Regions from separate parts of the Gossypium raimondii genome. Here region 2 is linked to region 1. Evidence: chromatin contacts called from public Hi-C data. All regions are on one chromosome and are shown on one strand. The core of a region is the stretch at or near the end of the contact, and the rest is flanking DNA. Distances in the headings are between cores, read along the strand shown. Region 1 holds the start of LOC105798422. Region 2 holds the start of LOC105798425 (cytochrome c1-2, heme protein, mitochondrial).

Region 1 (4,096 bases), core at 1,160-3,659:
TAATGACATGGTGGATCACAAAAAACAAAAACAAAAACAAGAGTCCAAAGGTTGACAACCCTTTTTCATTTGTATAAACAGAGATTGTTTGTTCTTTTATTCAACAGTTCGTCCAACATGATTGGGTTTTCTTTTTCTTGGTTTACACATTTTATTAATCGAGTTCAACAACTCATTTCCAATAAAATTATTATCTCTAAACCCAAACCAATTCAGATGGAACAAATAACCAACCCCCAGTAGAAATTTCACATTACCCTTAAGCTAATAAGTTTCTTCCAATAACAGTAATATTCTGGCAAGTCCAAATTGAAGCTCCTAATAAACAAGGGTTGGCTTCGAGTTTTATCATCCGGTTGTCATTTCATGCAAGCAAATTGGCTGGCAAATGGGGCCATGTAGCTCTCCAAATATCGCTTGCCACCTTTGACTTGCATAATAATATCACTACCTTTTTTAGAAGATAAAATTGCAGATAAGTGGGGAGCACATTAATAGGGGAGTTGAGAATGTAAACACAGGCTTACAGCTTATAACAACGGTGTTTACCTTAATGGGGATTTATGAATGACATACGAATTCAGTTGTTGTATCATTAGAGTACCCTTAACATGATGCAATGCTTCCAAACAATTTATTTCTAACAACACATCACAACGGCTATGGATTTTCCGAAACAACAAAGTATAACAGAAAAATTATTATACTTGTCAAAAAACAAGATGAAACAACAAAGTATAACAGTCAAAATTTCAAACAAAATCTCACTGTCCAGCAGTACAATTTTTCAGTGTTTCAAACCACATATCAAACATAATATAGTTGGTGAATCTGGTTGAAGACTACACACATGAACATGCCACAATCCAAGGCAAAGGCAGGCAAAGAAATGAAAAGTTCAAGATTCATACCTCAAACCAAACGCTGAGACCGAGAGAAAAAATGAAGCAGTGGATCACAAGAATCAGCAGTGAATTAATCCTTCCAGACTGCAAGTCAAGCCGCTAACAGAGCATGCATGCATGGATCGCAAGAATCAGCAGTGAATTATAGCTGCAGCTATGTCATTGAAATCAGCAGTAAAGGTTTAGACTTGTTCACAGAATTTACAAAGTTAAATCAACAAGAAGCATGATTCAACAAACTGCTACAAACTTTCACAAGAAGACAGAATTTTAAAACATGAATTTTTAACCATATTAGTGAACATTTGAAGCACGCAATTCCAAGCAAAAAGTGGAGGGGATGATATCAATTTCCTCTCTTTTTGGATTTCTATTTCTTAATGACAAATGCAACCTCAGATTTCAGCTACTCTAACATAAATAGAACAGGGTAACAATTTTATAAGAAACCAAATCAAACAAATTTCCACAATTAACTCCAGTAGTTGATCTGTAAGCCAGATCTCCTTCCAGGCATAAGAGTAAATTTCTAACGCCAATAACTAATTTAACGTTAAAAATCCATTGGCATGAACTAATCAAATTTGTGTTAAAAATAGATACAGATTCGTTTTCTACAAAGATATACAAAAGCAATGCATCAAAGCAAGCCAGCCATTACTGAATACAACTGCCTCTAAGACTCAACAACCAAAAAATCTAAAATCTGAACTATAACAAGAAAAACAATTACAAGAAAAATGGCGAAAAAATGGTTTGAAAAGCAAGAACCCTTAGCAAAGAAAAAATGTTTAAGGTAAACGGTTGTTGTTGCTACTGCTTTTTCACAATTGGCTTAACAATCGTCATCGTCTTTCTCTTTTTTTTGTTTAAATCCAAATACCAGAACATGATTTAACCAAACCAATAAAAAACAAAAAACAAAGAACCCCAAAAGACCGTAACTGTGCAAAAATAGGCCTAAATTCAAAGCTGAGTAGACTAATTTTGGACTTGAAAAGAGTCGCTCAATGATAAAGTTAAAGAAACAGAGCCATACCTCAAAGGACGGAGACGCCACAACCTGTTCGAATGGAGTATTGAAAGAGGAGAAGGATTTAGGGCTGGGTTTTTGAAGAAAGGGCAATTTTCATTGGCAACTGCTGTTGGGATTACTCACTGGCGATCTGAGACGGTGGAGATTTGGTTCGAAGAAAACTGCTATTGATGTTGGGAGGGAGAGGGTAGGGTGGAGCAGCAGATTTTGGCTGGGGAGGGTAAAACAGAAACGATTAGCTAATCCTTACTTTTGGAACGGAATGGCTAATCGTTGGTGAAGCAGAGAAAATGAGGAATACATCCGTGTTGTAATAGGCCTGTAATAGGTAATACATCAAACCAAACACGAGATTAATTGGGGATTAGTGGAGCCCACGGAATAGGGGTGTAATGACTAATCTATTACACCAAACCAAACATGGTGTCAGTTTTCACTTCGCCTTTAAATGAAGTGATTCACGAACTGCATGACAATGTACTACAATATACTTTGCTTAGGATAGTTCCTTAATTCCCTATTATTTCTCTTATAATATCCTACCATTAAAATAACAATATATTTTTTAAATTATTACTCAATTACACCATCTGAGTTACATGAAAAATCTAGTCAACTATGTACAACTAATAACAAAATTCACATTTTAGTTACATATTTAATTTTAATATTTTTATTTAAAAGTTATGTCATAACAACAATAAATAATAGTGTTATCAATTTAATAATATAATAAAAATATAAAAATCAAATTATGTTAAATTAAAAAAATTAAATCTCAAATTTCAAGAGATTATTTAAATAAAAATTAGAACTTTTGTTTTTTTTATTCAACGTAGGTATTATAGAAACCTCACTCAACTTAGGAATAGTCTACCCGACTTTCTACTCCCACATACAACATGGCACATAAAAGATTCAACTCTTATCAAAAGTCTCAAAGTTGTTGCTTGAGCAAAAATGGTCAACACCACAAACCAATTCGCTCTCCGCTATAATATCGTTTATGGAATCCAAGATTATGTAATCGATAGTTTAATCCTATAAACACGATATCTAATTCGTAAAGTTCAACACCTGAAAAAACTCAATCACTTTTGTACATGTTTCAAAGGTTTCGATTAGAGAAATGATAATCTCTCTCATTTCCTCTTCATGGATAACAAACCATGAAAAGTTAAACAAAAATATGAAGTCAATCCCGTCAACAAAGGTTATGTTCATCTCTAACCTTGATAAGATAGTGACTATCAAATTTAGGCATGATTAGCAATTAACTCATGTTAAGACTATTATGTTGTCTATAAGTTCAAATAGGGATATAACTTATCTCGACTACCAAAGCATAATTGACTCCCAAGATAGAGATATTAATGTGGTTATTTGGATTGATAATGCATTGGATTGAACTCAAGATGAAAAAATATTAAATCTATTTATAGATTTTTTTATTCATTGTGCGACTTACCTTAATATTGAGTAAATGAATGACTATATATGTATGACTTGTGTACTTTAATATATTTATAATCAATGTGTCTCAAATAATAAGCAAAAATTTGGTATGTTAGGTATATAACTTAATTACATTTTATTTTAACCTACATTATATATGGCTAATTAGTCTATTTGATAAATTGTTATAGATTTATATGGAATGCGTGTTAAAGTATGGACCAATCAATAAATGATTTGGAGTGATAGATCGCATGAACTATTTATCATAATAATTGAAATTTCTTAGAGTAACAAGAGATGGCGTACGGTTAATTAAGTTTTATTGGATTATTATTTAATTAGATAAATAAATCAAATAATTGAGTTCAAATTGAAAATTAAATTAAAAGGTCATCTTAGTTAATTTACTTCAAAATTAAAGCAATTCATAATTAAATAAGTTTATGTTGGGAAATGTGCATATATTGTAGTAAAAATGTAATTGTTTTGTATGTATTTGAACGGTGAATAAATAAATAAAGTTAATTTCACATTTCACTATTATGTATTTTGTGTTTTTATCTTTCATATTTTGCATGCATAACGAAATTGAGACAAGCAAATATTAGTTCATTGATTGTTTAAGTTCAATTTGTTTACATTGCGAGAAAGATAAATCTAAATGAGTCTGTAATCTCGTAAAAGAATCAAAGTGAGC
Region 2 (4,477 bases), core at 1,560-4,059, 280 kb after region 1:
CGCACCAGCTTCCTTTCTTCCATTTCTGGTTCTGCCGCCCATGACAAAAATGTCACCACATCTTTCCCCATCTGTGCACCATATGACAACAATAATACGGACGAGTGAGAAATGTATCCCATATGATATGCAAATACTTAGGGGGGTTCTCAAACCCATAGGCAAGGTAATATGAATGAAATGAAAGGGTAGAAACAGACCTGAGCTTCAGTTGCAGGGGTGCCATCTTCATACTCTACAGCACCATCAATAAGCATTTTAGGCATGGCAATTGCTCCTCCTGGAAAGTATGGGTTATAGTGTAGCCCCTCACGAATCTACACAGTTGAAAATTGAAGACTTTAGGTATTATTCTAGAGCCTCAACCAAAAATATTTGGTTGAGATTAGATAATTGTAGCCAGCTATTAACAGCAAAGTGTACATGCACGTGCTACAAGCATGCATACAAAAGCTATACAACGAAAAGAACTGCGATTCAGGGGAAATCAAAGGTTAAATTCTGAACTGTTACAGCAAAAGGAAGGCATTGGCCTTGCATTTAAAATGTATGTTTTCATAAGACAGACATTGAAAAGCAGCAGTTAAAATGGATCAAATTGAAGAGCTATAGAACTTAATCCTAACTTCAGACCCACATTCTCTCTTCCGTTGTATACTCCCAATTGCAAAATATATATAAATACAAAGTATCTTTGAACGAAGCTATACGTTTCCAACATTGGATATTAGAACAAAATTTCATGCCACAGAAGATAGTGTAAAGCAGAACTTACCATAACACCAGCAGGAGGATCACGGTAACCAGTTAGAAGCGCAAACACATAGTTCTGGCCATTATGACGAGCCTGAAAAAATAAACAAGTATGATATCTTCAGGTTATATATAACCAATAACTTCCACGGTGGTCTAAAAAGCAAGGTGAGAATTACTTTGGTGATGAGACTTAGATCTGGAGGATAAGCTCCTCCATTTGCAAACCTAGCTGCTTGTTCGTTTGCATATGGCTGAGGAAAGCGGTCACTAAGTTTACCCGGACGAGTAAACATCTCACCCTCATCATTAGGACCGTCAACCACCTCAATCTCAGCTGCCATAGCCTTCGTCTCCTCTTCCGTATATGCAACACCAACCAAATCACGGTATGATATTAAGGACATAGAGTGGCAGGATGCACACACTTGCTGGTAAACCTGGTGACCGCGACGAATCCTGATCATGCAAGATTAATCTCACATCATTAACACTGGCAGCAAAAAGTAAAAATATATGTATGGCAATGGCTAACCTAATATTACAACTATATTGCAAAATTCTAAATAGATTTCTCCAATTCTCCAATTGGATGTTGAGACTGATATACAAGGTTTTTCCTTTTCAAGTAAGGTTTATTCGTTTTCGTGCACATAACAAAAAAGAGCAAGGAAAGGCATAAAACTCACGAAGCATGGTCATATGAACTGAGGATGCCTGCGTGAGGCCAAGGATAATTTGCAACTCCTAAACCGTGTTCTGCCTCATCAGCAGATGCTACTGTTGCAAAACCTAGTAAACCTGAAACACCAGCTCCAAGGAGTGCAACAGTCCTCATACCAGCAGAACCCGCATCGTCATTAACTTTCCTTGATGAAAACCATGATAAAGCTTGAACCTGAGCAATAATACAGAACAAGTATTGGTAACTGGGAGAAAACCATTCCAGGTTAAATCCTATAGAAACTTTTCATTATTATTCAGAGATGAAAACTTTTTTTGCTCTGACTCTTCATTGTTCATGAAGTGCACACGTCCAAGACTCGTATCCGACACTTGAGTATGAAGATAAACATCCAAGGATACTCCAAATACATGGAAAAACTTTAAAAAATCTGATCATACCCATCTCAATGCACACTTGCATATCAGACATTAGCACCCAAGTAAGAGTAATATAGGATGAAAACATACCGCAATTGGACAAAGCTTGCCTTAAAAGTTAGAATTCATCTTGAGGAAAGTAGAAAACTAGGATCAATGAATGAAAACTTGCTACAATTTAACAAATACTAGAATCCATGTAGCAAAATATTTCAAGATTATCTAAGAAAATCCAGTAAGAACCATGTAGATTGCATGGTCTTCATGACCTCATTCCATAGGTAAGTATAAGTTTAACATCAATGAAGGAAAACTAGGAAAGAATCTTACAGCAGACTGTGATTGAAATTTCCTCCTTAAAACCTGGTGGATTAATCCTCCAGCCATTTCAGTTAATTTCCCTGAAAAGTTCAGCTGAAACTTAATAAGCAAATGTATATTTACAATTAAAATGTTCAAAAAAAAAGGACAAAATGAGATTAAAAAGAGAATTCATATAAAGGTTCCTTTTTTTCAGTCAAATAATCATTAAATTCTCCAAAAAGGAAAAGCTTTAACAGTGTTGAAACAAGTGGGTAATCATAAAATCAAAGGATAAACATACAATACACAAAGAACAGTAAACCCAATCTAAGGAATAGCATAAGGAAGCCAAAAAAAGGTTAAAGTTTAAAATGAAAAAAGGAGGAACTTGAAAACCCTAACATAGAGGATCTGGGGGCAGATCCAACAACTATGGAGGAAAAAATAATAAAAATAATAAACCCAAAGATTAAAAGAAGATGTGAAGAAAGCATAAGACAGAGAACTAACTTGAAAAAGAGAGTGAAGGTTGATCACAGAGAGGTGGTGGTGGTGGTGGTCAAAGGAACCGGCGGCTGCCTCACAGATCCAAAGGAACAAAACGAAAAGTATAAGAGAAAACAGCATAAATTATAGTAGGAAAAAAAAAGCAGTGATTGAGATTTAGTCGAGTCGCGTGTCCACCAACAGACAGTAAGGTTTTGGGCTTTTAGGATGGCCTTGAAAACTGCCAGGTCTTGTGTTTGGTCTTTTCAGTGACATGAGACCCAAGTAGTGGACAGCAATAAAACCAGCCCATAAAGGAGACTCCACAAATAAATAAAAAGAAAACAGACAGGCCCCTTTTTTTCTTGCAGAGACAGCCCATTGCATCCACCGACCGATCATGAAAACAACTGCCGAGGATTGCCCTTGAATTTTCAACCTCGGAAGACACATAAAATTAAAGGATTAATTCCACAGTACATCCTCAAGTTATGATTTATATTTTAAACAAGTTCTAAATTTTAAAATGCTCGAATTGAGTTTTTAAAATATTAGTATCATATCAATTAGGTTCTTTCGTTAATCTAATTATTAATTTGGATGCTAAATAAGCATGAATCTAATAAAAAATATAGTTTTTATGCAATATTTAGTGTTATTTGAACCGAATTGATTGATATACTAGTCTGAATATAGAAGTTGAATCGACCTCTAAACGAACTGCTCAAACTAATAAAAAATTGGAAGTCAGAACAAAAAGTCAACAATTTGAATCAGTTGAACGGATTTTATATATATTTTTTATGTTTTATGAATATTTTTATTATTTATTTTTATATGATTGTTCAAATCGAATGTTGAACATAGTTTAAACAGTTCAACCACTATCCTGATTTTTAAAACACTCGTGGCATACGATTCCCAAGTTATCCAAATGCTAAAAGGACCTAACCGATACTTTGAGTATTATAGTTTAGGACTAATGTAAATTTTGAAGCATAATTTAGGACATGAGATGTAATTTACCCAAGAATTAGTGAACTTCAAAAGGCAATGAAAAACCATTGGCGCCCAACATTTTTAGCAGAGTTCAAAGTTACTGCTGTCTCAAGCTGTCTTTCTTTTTTCTCCTCCAACCCCTGTATTCCCTTTACGTTCTAATAAATAAATGGAGATGAGCAATACTCTTATGAACCTGCAAAAAGAAAAATGGGCAAAAATCTACCTCACCACCATCAACATCAAAGCAAGAGCAACAACAGTTACACAAAATTTATATTTGCTCTATTCTTTTGTCTTTTGGGATTGGCTTGCATTGTAGATCTCTTCTGGGCATCTTCTTCTTCTTTTAGCTCTTCATATCTTAGGTTTGCATCCAATTGGGTGTCTCAAAAACCTCGTATCTTTGTTTCTCAACAACAACAACAACAACAACACAACGTTGACGACAAGGTTTTGTCTTTTTTTTTTCTTTCCCTCTCTTTAAAAATTTGTTCTTTTGGTGATAGATTTTTTTTTTTTTTTGCTATGTTATTTGTAAAATTTTAGATTGGGAAAAAGAAGAGATTTTTATCAGCAACATTTGCGGATTTACCAGCACCAGATTTGGCATGGGAACAAATGCCATCAGCACCAGTTCCACGCCTTGATGGTTCAGCTATACAAATTAACAACCTTTTCTATGTTCTTTCAGGATATGGTACCCTTGACCATGTAAGTTTATCAATCTATGAACACTTTGGTTTTAAATTGTTGATTAGATTGAATGGATGAATGTAATTGATGTTTATTTGATTTTCAACAACAGGTGCACTCTCATGTTGATGTGTTT

What was found. Hi-C and Micro-C count contacts between places; a contact is called where the count stands out from the background.
Region 2: a contact with region 1 is called in a Hi-C map of leaf, with 2.7 times the contacts expected there. The contact joins the promoter of LOC105798425 here to the promoter of LOC105798422 in region 1. A contact is called at or near these places in 2 of 2 Hi-C or Micro-C datasets (both in leaf).

Annotation. Positions count from the first base shown.
Region 1 is chr9:10,985,669-10,989,764 of ASM2569854v1, forward strand. LOC105798422 reads right to left here and starts at 2,410. Exons shown (of 5, transcript XM_052621158.1): 1 at 1,945-2,410; 2 at 912-1,059.
Region 2 is chr9:11,268,643-11,273,119 of ASM2569854v1, forward strand. It overlaps LOC105798425 (cytochrome c1-2, heme protein, mitochondrial), which reads right to left and starts at 2,810. Exons shown (of 8, transcript XM_012628482.2): 1 at 2,671-2,810; 2 at 2,188-2,258; 3 at 1,443-1,651; 4 at 933-1,212; 5 at 776-847; 6 at 201-317; 7 at 6-71. The coding sequence starts at 2,244. It overlaps LOC105798426 (kelch repeat-containing protein At3g27220), which reads left to right and starts at 3,786. Exons shown (of 7, transcript XM_012628483.2): 1 at 3,786-4,098; 2 at 4,195-4,359; 3 at 4,454-4,477. The coding sequence starts at 3,856.